Linked DNA regions of Sus scrofa: region 2 is linked to region 1. A link is a contact called in public HiChIP or PLAC-seq data. All regions are on one chromosome and are shown on one strand. The core of a region is the stretch at or near the end of the contact, and the rest is flanking DNA. Distances in the headings are between cores, read along the strand shown.

Region 1 (4,619 bases), core at 1,531-4,030:
TTGAAAGTGGAGCATATACACAGATACAAGTGGGGTAACTGGTTGGAGTGGGGAGGGGGTTGAGATTGGAAACCCACCCTCTTGGCCTCTTTCTCAGAATGACACGATGGATGAAGAGTGTCCAACATCCTGAGGCTCCACGAGGGTATGCTGATTGCTGGCTTGATGGTCTCAAATATTCTGAGCTTTGCAGTTCGTTCGTTCATTTCTCTGTTCATCCTCCACAAATATTTACTGAGCTCCTACCACATGTTAGACTGGATAAAAAGAGGCATAAGAAAGCCATTGTCTGTTGTCACTGTGCTAACTCAGGTTGCTGCTGTGGTGTGGGTTCAGTCCCTGGTTGGGGGAACTTCTGCATGCCCTGGACCTGGCCAAAAAAACGTGGTAATAATTTTTAGTTGAATAACTGTATTATCTTAAATTTTATCTTAAATGAATTCAAACAACTGATTTCATTAGCTCTCAAGTGTAAGAGTCTTAAGTATACACACATTGAAGTATACACTTTTTGTGGCCACACCCATGGCACATGAAGGTTCCCTGGGTCAGGCATTGGGGCTGTGCCACAGCAGTGGCAATGCTGGATCCTTGACCCACCATACTACCAGGGAACTCCAAAATATACCTTTTTTAATTATAAATAGAAAAAAAATATAGAAAGCCCTTGTCCTTCCTTATGTTGCAATCTAGTTTGGGAGGTAGATGTTGATTAAAGTAATGATTTATGCAATGTTGATACTGATTATATATTTGAGTTATGTATATAAATATATATGTAATGTATAAAATAAGCATATATCTGGGTGGAGTGGTGTCCTCTCCCAAAGATTGATGTCCTTTCCAGAACTTCAGAATGTGATCTTATTTGGAAATAGAGTCATTGCAGATGGAGTTGGTTAGGAGGAGGTCATGCTGAACTAGGGTGAGCCCCCAATGCAGTATGACTGGTGTTCTTACAAGAGGAGAGGAGAGACAGAGACACATGAGGGAAGGCCCTGTGATGACCGGGACTCAGATGCAGCTGCAAGCCAAGGGATGCCAAGGATTGTTGGCAGCCAAGAAACTAGGAAGAGGCAAGAAGGAGTCTTCTCTAGAGCCTTGGAGGAAGCATGGCCTGCTGACACCTTGTTTTTAGACTTCTGGCCTCCAGAACTATGAGAGAATAAAATTCTGTTGTTTTAAGCCACCCAGTTTGTGGAATTTGCAACAGCAGCCCTAAAGAAACTCATAAGAATAAAATTGATTGATTCTTATTATTCATGATAGTTATGTTTTATAAAGTCACTCCACGCACCGAATTGGTGAATATTGAACCGCTGCTCCTAGGGGCGATACAGGGTTAGGTTCCTGTGAGCCTCTGTTCACAACATTTTCATCAGCCCATCAGTATATAAAACCTTGCCCTATGTGTGCTTCTGTTCAAAAACACTTATTTAATAAGGACTGTTGAGTCATTGACATTGAACTCATGCCAACAGCAATACAACTCATGCCTGAATGATTCTTATCTAATACACATACGTCTTTTCTCCATAAGGCACCTCCCAGCCTTCTGGAGCTTAGGGACACTAGACAGCAGCCCGGCACTCTGCTGGGGGAACGATTTTAAGCAGGGAAACCACCCACTGAAAGCTCCCAAATGTGAAAAATGTGGCACAAAACTGATTGCAGAAAGGACCCTCGTTTAGAGCCTGAGAGCTGCAACCAGAAGCAGTTTGCTGGGAAGGTGTGTGTTGGGTGATTCGTATTTTTTGCTGTCTGCACATGCCCACATATGACCTCAAAAGTACTGCAAGTATTGATCTGGGGGTTACAAATGTATTTTAGGGAGTGGCCAATTTTATAGACAGAATTTGCAATAGTGAGGACGGACGACTGTATACACACACATTCAAATTGTAAGAAGCCCTGAAACACTGGGAAAGAAAAGAATAGAGTGAGAGATAAGGGGGAGCACTTAGCTGGCACAGTGGTGGCATTTTAAGTGCTACCAATGCACACCTTCCCAGCTGAGGTCCAACAAGTTGGCAAACTGCTTCCTGTTTCAGCACTTAGCTGGCATAGTGGTGGTATAAGTGGCAGCATTTTAAGCTAAGATCTGAAGGTAGAGGGGAGCCAGGGTGGGAGAAGGTCGCCCAGCAGAGGGGCAGCTTGTAGGAAGTCTGGGGCGTGAAACGACTCTATGCATTTGAGTGAGGTGGGATCCTAGGAGCAAGATGGTGAATGATGGGGGGCAAAGTTTCTTCTTAAAGTGCATTGGGGAGACCTTTTGAGTGTTTCGAGCAAAAAAAATCCAAGGCAGAGCTAAAGTTCTCTCTAGCTGCTTCGGATTCATCAGAACGAGATCTGTTTACCTCCATCAGCTAATCTGAGAAGTAAATTTGTGATGCTCTTAAATCCTTCTCTGGGAGTTCCTACTGCGGCACAGTGGGTTAAGGATCCGGCATTGCCTCAGCTGTGTGTATGCTGCAGCTGTGGTTCGGATTTGATCCCTGGCCCGGGAACTTCCACATGCCTCAGGTGCAGGAAGAAAATCCTTCTCTGGATTTGTGCAGGGATATAAATAAACGCCAAGTGAGGTATCATAACATGGTCAGACCTCAGTTTGTTCTGCACATAATGGTATTTAATTTTTAAATCAGATCTGCTAAGAATGTGATGCCTCAAACTAAGGGAGTGAGACTTTCATGTGATAAGTTCGGCTTCTACTGCGTGGGGTGGGGGGAGCTATTTTTAGAAGGGAGACCTCTCAGTGCCCCTAAACCAGGCCGGAGGCACTGCTCTGCCTTGGCATTTGACAGGCCTCGCTATCAGCTTTCACCCTGGGCAAGGCGTGGGCAGGCTGTGGTAACCCATGTTGCCAGGAATGCCTGACCAGAAACTGCTCTCGGGTGTGTCCTGGAGCTGCCTCCCCTTCCCTTGACCCCAGGGTGCTGGCTTTCCGGCCTTGTGAAATCTTCTCAAAGCAGGAAGGAGCCTGAGTTCTGTGTGGTGCTGCTTGAGTTTGACTTGACGGGTGTGCCGTGTGCTCTTGAACAACCCAGCTGACTTCTCCAGGCCTCACCTCGGTGTGTCCATCTAGCATGAGTCACCCCGGACCAACCCTACCCAAGGAAACAGGGGCCGGTTACTACGGAGACACTTGGAACCCGTGGGCAGGTCGTGCTCCGTCAGTGGGAAACCCCGCGGGCGCCATTTTCTATCCCTTCTTGAGGAGAAAGTCCCTTGTTCATCATTGAGCCAGTCTGAGTAAGCGTGTTCCTTGGTGTTGGATGACTGAGAAAGCCCCTCGTGCTATCTCATCATATTTTCTTCCTCTTCTCTGTGACTTACCAGCACTCCCTTCTGTAGGACATGCTGAGGAATGATTATGAGTCAAAAGGAAGAATGACAAACAAGTGAATTTTCTGGTCTGGTATTCAGAGGGAAAATTCAGCTCAAATGTGAGCCATTCCGACTCCTGAAAGGTGAAGAGGCTCTTAGGTGAACACACTTGGTCTTTTAATAGGAAAACTGCCTGCCTGTCCCAGCGAAACTGCCTTTGTTCCTCGGTTTACCTCAGCCTTTTCAGTCACGGGGCGGAAGCGTTGTAGGATCCATGCTGGCCAGGAACCGAGCTGTTGTCCCTGTTCTGCCATCTTTCTGTGACTCCCTGGGCCAGTCACTTGCCCTCGCAGGGCCTGTCTGCAAAGGGTGTATGCAGACAGCCCAGGCAGCTCCTGGGCAGCCGTCTCCATTTCTGTGGAGCAGGTATTTTATCGCATTCTTTTGTGCTCAAGGACTCCAGAATTAGATCCCCCAAATATGCTTGAGAAACACTTACTCTACAGGAACTCAAACCAAGTAATGAAAACCATTGAAAACAACCAAGCAGCCATGTCCTGAAGTCACCTCTTCCTGGGAGGTCCAGGAGCATCCGCCGCTCCCCGCCCCATTCCTCCACCCACTCCCCCCCACACACTCCCCTGCCTGCTTTCCCTGAATTTGACTTCCTTTCCCTTCCCTTCCCACAGGGCGCTGCCCCCCTGGCCCCCGGAGCCCATGTCGGCACAAGGATGGACCATCAGACGCTTGTGTGAAACGGTACCCAGGAGGGGACCCCACTTTATAAAGCAGGTCTGAACCTCTGGCCTCTGACCTCAGAAGGGGGTTTCCTGGCTCCCGTTCTCCAAATGGTTGCTTCAAGCTTCCCAAACTCAGCCGAGGTGAGAAAAACAGAGCCGAGCTCCCTCTGGGTGCAGGCGCAGGGCCGGGGGCGGGGATGTCAGGACAGAGTTCCTGCCTGCGGGTTCCAGTCGGGGAGGTGGCCCGCGGTCTCTGAAGACCTTCCTCCCCGTGGAAGGTGGCCGGGTGATGTGACGGGGAAACAAAGGTCTCAGAGAAGGCAGACAAGAAGCCCAGCTGAGAAATGCGCCCCTAACACCTCGATCAATCATTTCTCAACTTTTTTTTTTTTTTCCTGGCACTTTATGAAGCTCTTTTCCCCCCCGCCCCGCACAGGAGCTCATTTGTTCCTCACAAGCGCTTGGGGAAGCAGATGAGACAGAGCGACTTTTTCCCCTTGATACATGTGGCGGCATGAGTCTCACCAGGGACAATTCCCACAGCAGACACAG
Region 2 (5,070 bases), core at 787-3,286, 210 kb before region 1:
GTGGTTCTGGCGAGGGCAGGCAGCAACAGCTCCGATTAGACCCTTAGCCTGGGAACCTCCATATGCCGCGTGAGCAGCCCTAGAAAAAGGCAAAAAGACAAATAAATAAATAAAGGAAAAGAAAATACGGAAACCCCTTCTAAAACACGCTGCCATCTAGCCCTTCCCTGAGAAGGTAGGAAAATTCCCTCCTCTCTTCCTGTCAGCTCATCAAAGCCGTCAACCATCGCTTCCCCAAGTGAATTGATACGTGCTGGTTAAACTGGCTTAAAACAAAGGAGAGATTTACCTGTGCTAGTCAGCACGCATGCCCAAATTGGAGAAGGCGCATGGGTTTGCAAAGACCTACCTGTAAGGACAAAGGAAGAACAAGACAGCCCTGCTCCCAAGGACAGGGGCAAGCCCACACTATTTAACGTGAGCCTCACATGAGCTCCAAAGGCTGTGTTCAGATGGCACGGGAGCACCATCTTTCTGAGCAGGGCAGGGCTGTGATGGAGGATTCTCTGCCCAGGTTTGCGGGAGGAGGAGGGCTGGTGAGAGGCATGGACTAGAGTTCAGAAAGGAGGTGACCAAATGCAGTCTAGACATGGGGAGGGGGGCGGAGGGGTTGTGATGTGACAGAGGGAGAGAAAAGGAGGGGAGGGGTATGTATGGGAGGACAGCAGGGACCAGTACCCGCCCACCTGGAGAGCACGAGAGTGATGAGCGAGGCAGGACTGGGAACCGAAACTGTGTCTGACATCTGAGGTCCAGGCAACCTCATCTGGGAGCTCCATGAACAGACACGGATACCAAGAGGTGGCCGTTTGGTTTGGCAGAGTCTCGGGTGCCACTGGCTGGACCAAATACCCCTGGACTGTGCCAGGTGTGTGGATGGCGCTGAAATAAATGTCCGTCCAGATGAAAGGAGACCGACCAGCAGATGGCAGAAGCCTGGAGGCTGACCCCAAAGGGATGGATTTGCCCAGAGCAGGGAGGTGTGGGCCTGAGAATGAAGGAGGCCCCCACACAAAGCTGTCACCCTCCACATGACAAATGGCAGATGTCTGGCAAACCTGGAAACTTCCTGACATTCAGCTCACTCTATTTGTTTCATAGATAAATGCTATAAACAACGTGGCTGCATTTCCCTGCCCACAGACCTCAGCAGCTGGAATAGCATGAGGTCCCCAATCTGTCCGGGCCTGGGTGTGTGGATTTCAGATCCAAATATGCAAATCATCCCTTTTCAGGGAAATGGTTTTCTGGACAGGACTTGGGGCTTGGGAGCCAGAAAGAGAAGTCACAAATGGTTGTCCTCTTTGTTGGGTAGTATCTGATGCATGTCCTGGCTCTGCCTCCCGCTAGTTACCTGACCCTAACTAGCAAAAGGAAAGGTTCTTCTGAGCCTCAGTTTGCTCATCTGCAAAGTGGGACTTTCTCCTGGCCTTTCAAGATTCTGGTTAAGGAACATATGAGTTAAATCATTGGAGAATACACTCCAAAATGCAAAGAGCTCCATTAGGGCAAGGGGGTTCTTGGCAAGAGGCAAAATCCTTCTAATCTTTGTACTGAAGCTATCACAATCATTCCAACTCATTTTTTTTTGGTTTGTTTTTATTTTTGTTTTTTTGTTTTTGTTTTTTCAGGGCCTTACCTGAGGCACATGGAGGCTCCCAGGCTAGGGGTCCAATTGGAGCTGTAGCCACCTGCCTACGCCAGAGCCACAGCAATGCCAGATCCGAGCAGTGTCAGCGACCCACACCACAGCTCATGGCAACGCCATATTCTTAACCCACTGAGAGAGGCCAGGGATCAAACCTGCATCCTCATGGATACTAGTTGGGTTCGTTAACCACTGAGCCATGACAGAAACGCCTCCAACTCATTCTTATAGGCACGAGTCCAGTTCAGCAAAAGGAGCAAGTGGTGGGGAACTTAGGGATATTAACAAAACCTGAAACTTGAGACAGACCAGCACTTTTAGACACAGACTTTCAGCTCCCCAACACAGGCGGCTTTCACGGCCAAGTTCAGCTGGTACAGACCATCTGCTTGGGAGGCAATTCTATCCGCAAAGGCTGCCTGATCTTGGCTCTGAGAGAGAAGGCCAGTTAAGGAACAGCTCCCCACCCCCAACACACACACACACTCACACACACACAAACAATGCAGCTCTGAGACCCATTGTGAAAGGTGCTTCAATGCTCCAGCTGCAAGTGCAGCCACACTATCTTCTTTAAACACATCTAGTTTTCTTCAATTTCTTGATGAACAGACTCCCAGGCGCTGCTGCAGAACAGAAAGGCTACACATCCCTTTTCATGCGCAAATCCTCACACACAGCAGTGTGTCCATCCAAGAAATCCAGATGACAGGATGGCATCCAGGCAATGTCCCCGTTGCCTGCCTGCACTTCCCAGTGGGCTTCGCAGTCAATATTCCATAAACAAAACGAGTACCTGCTATGTGCAGAGCACTACGCAGAGCCTGATGAGGACGTGAAGGGAAACCTAAACAAGACTCCGGGGCCACATGTCTTCAGCATGACACTGTGCTGACAAGGATGAAGAGGATGAGGGTGAGTGAAAGGACCAGACAGAAGAGAGACCACAGCCCATCCGAAAGGCTCTGGGAGAGGAAGCTGGGGTATGTAGATCTTCCAGGAGAATAATTTTTCTCTACACAGAGCCATGCTCATGTTTCATTGGTTCTTTTCGTAGAAACATTTTTCATGCACAGTGCTGGGCTGGTCCAGCCCAGGGACAGCTTTTCAGCTCCTTTTGCTGCCAGGATGCTTGAGCTAGATAATGTTCCCATGGTCCAGGTAGCCCCAGTCAAAAGGATCCTGAGGCATTCCTGTTGTGGCTCAGCAGGTTAAGAATGTGACTTATGTCCATGAGGATGCGGGTTCGATCCCTGGCCTCATTCAGTGGGCTAAGAATCCAGCATAGGTCGTAGATGCAGCTCAGGTCGGGCATTGCTGTGGCTGTGGGGTAGGCTGGTGGCTGTGGCTCCAATTTGATGGCTAGCCTGGGAGCCTCCATATGTCGCAGGTGTGGCCCTAAAAAGAAAAATATGTATTTTTTAAAAAAGGATCTTGAGAAGCATGAAATGCAGAAGTGAGCAACCTCAGCCACAGAGCAGGGGCTCATAGGTGGGGGTGGCAATCCGCTAGTATGGTTCTATTCCATAAGGCAGGGTTTGCTGGGAGACACCCCGCCTGCCGTCAGAAAAGAGGTGATGAGATCTACCTGATCACAGGATAAGCTGGCTAGAAATGACTCGAGCTTAGTGAGGACAGATCAGAGGGTCCTCCAAGTTCTGTCTGGGATATCTGGTTTCCCGTTCCCTCCTCTGGGGGTGGCCCCAGCCTCTGCTCCAGCAGACAGTTGAGAAAGGAAACAGGGATGGCATCTCCATGGCGACCATCGAAGGGGCTGGTGTACACGGCCCTGGCACTAAGAAAGGTCTCCCAAAGCATCTCTTGGTCACTGGAGCAGATAAGCCGGCCATGGGCTCCCAGCCCCTGCCCAGCCTGCACACAGGCGTCAGAAGTGAGCCTGTCACAGGCTACTGCTCCACTCCTAGCAACCTACCCATATTCCTGTTTACCTGGAAGCAGCTGCAGGGCCCAGGTCAAAGTTCACGCAGAGAAAAGCTTCCACGGCCTTAAGAGGTAGCCAACCCAATTCTCAACGAGAAACTAAGACTGTGCTCATCTTATTCTGCTCCCCTGCACCTCTGATGGTGTTTTTATAGTGCCTTTGAGCTGTCTGAAAACCGAGAGCCTTCCTTGTTTTTTCCTTCCCTTTTTTTTTTTAGGGCAGCAACAGAGGCATATGGAGGTTCCCAGGCTAGGGCTCGAATAGGAGCTGCAGCTGCTGGCCTATGGCACAGCCACAGCAAGACCAAATCCGAGCCAGGTCTGCAACCTACACCACAGCTCAAGGCAACACCAGATCCTTAACCCACTGAGCAAGGCCAGGGATTGAATCTGCATCCTCATGAATACTAGTCAGATTCTTAACCTGCTGAGCCACAACAGCAACTCCCATGAAGTAATTGTAGTGAGTGCTCCAAGGATGAGGGCTGGCGATCAGGGAGAAACTGGAGCCCAATCACTGCATTAGCTAACACTTCTAAGCACCACTGCATGCACTGGGCACACGACGTGCCCCCCTTCTCCACAAGCCCACAGGCAGGCAGTTCTACTGATTAAGGAGGACACTGAAGCTCACAGAGGTTGTCACCCATCCAAGGTCACAGGATGAGAATGCGTTGAGGCAAGGATCCAAACTGGAGCCGTCAGATCCCCAAATCCCATTCTTGACTCCTCCTCTGTAACACAGAAATGCAGCCAAGGAGGAGAGGGGACATGGGACCAGGAAGATAGGAAGGTGTCAGGAGGAAGTCATGGAGGGGGTAGGATGGGAGCAGAGTCCCCTAGGGACTGCTGAAGGTCGAGCAGGAAAGTGACAGACCCAAGGTGCCAGCTTGAGGTGTCTGTTCTTCTACGGGACCCGGGGAACAAGCTGCACTTCAGAAGGAATGGAGGAAACATCCATTTCCTCCATAGAGAACCACCCTATGGAGAGAATACTAGCTGCAAGGCAAGGTGGAGAGCAGGTCATGAAAGGAGCAGAGGTACCAGCTTGGCAGGCGGGGAGGGGTGCTGCCCATCAGCCAGCACGTCTGAGCTCCGTCAGCCCAGCCGCCCTGGCCTTCTCACTCAGCGCCAATTATCTCTTCCAATTAAACCACCGCCACAGGATACTAACTCCAATGACACAAACCAGCAGCAGGATGCTTACCCAGCCCTGGGCTGGCATTTATGACCCTGATTAGCAGGAAGCCTACATCTCCTACTCCCTACAGCTCTCCCGGGGAACTTGGGACCCCAGGTGAGCCCAGTGGGACCCCCTGCCTCCTTCCATGCAGCACCCGGCCCCCGTGTGGGCTCCAGAAAAGGGCGAGAAGCAATGGAGGGCAGAGCCTGGAGAAGACAGGGCTTGCTCACTTTCATGTCCGCTGTGCTGTATGAAGAGGCTTTCGGGATGGCAAACCAACTTCCAAAAAGCATCCTTT

The links. HiChIP or PLAC-seq counts read pairs in DNA pulled down with a chosen protein or histone mark.
Region 2: a contact with region 1 is called in an H3K27ac HiChIP or PLAC-seq map of skeletal muscle. The contact joins two enhancer-like sites. A contact is called at or near these places in 2 of 2 datasets of contacts at active chromatin or transcription factors (alveolar macrophages and skeletal muscle).

The regions. Positions count from the first base shown.
Region 1 is chr4:14,818,287-14,822,905 of Sscrofa11.1, reverse strand. It overlaps LOC106509966 (a long non-coding RNA gene), which reads left to right. Exons shown (of 3, transcript XR_001308019.2): 2 at 4,017-4,208. Among named protein-coding and RNA genes, the nearest start is that of ZNF572, 98 kb to the right of the region's middle. Within about 2 kb of position 2,780, at least 29 of the 83 cell types and tissues checked have an H3K27ac peak or open chromatin away from gene starts, as enhancers often do. A contact at or near this core is called in skeletal muscle, where this site is marked.
Region 2 is chr4:15,031,602-15,036,671 of Sscrofa11.1, reverse strand. The region is part of intron 3 of MTSS1 (metastasis suppressor protein 1); the gene reads right to left. Among named protein-coding and RNA genes, the nearest start is that of NDUFB9, 79 kb to the left of the region's middle. Within about 2 kb of position 2,036, at least 9 of the 83 cell types and tissues checked have an H3K27ac peak or open chromatin away from gene starts, as enhancers often do. A contact at or near this core is called in skeletal muscle, where this site is marked.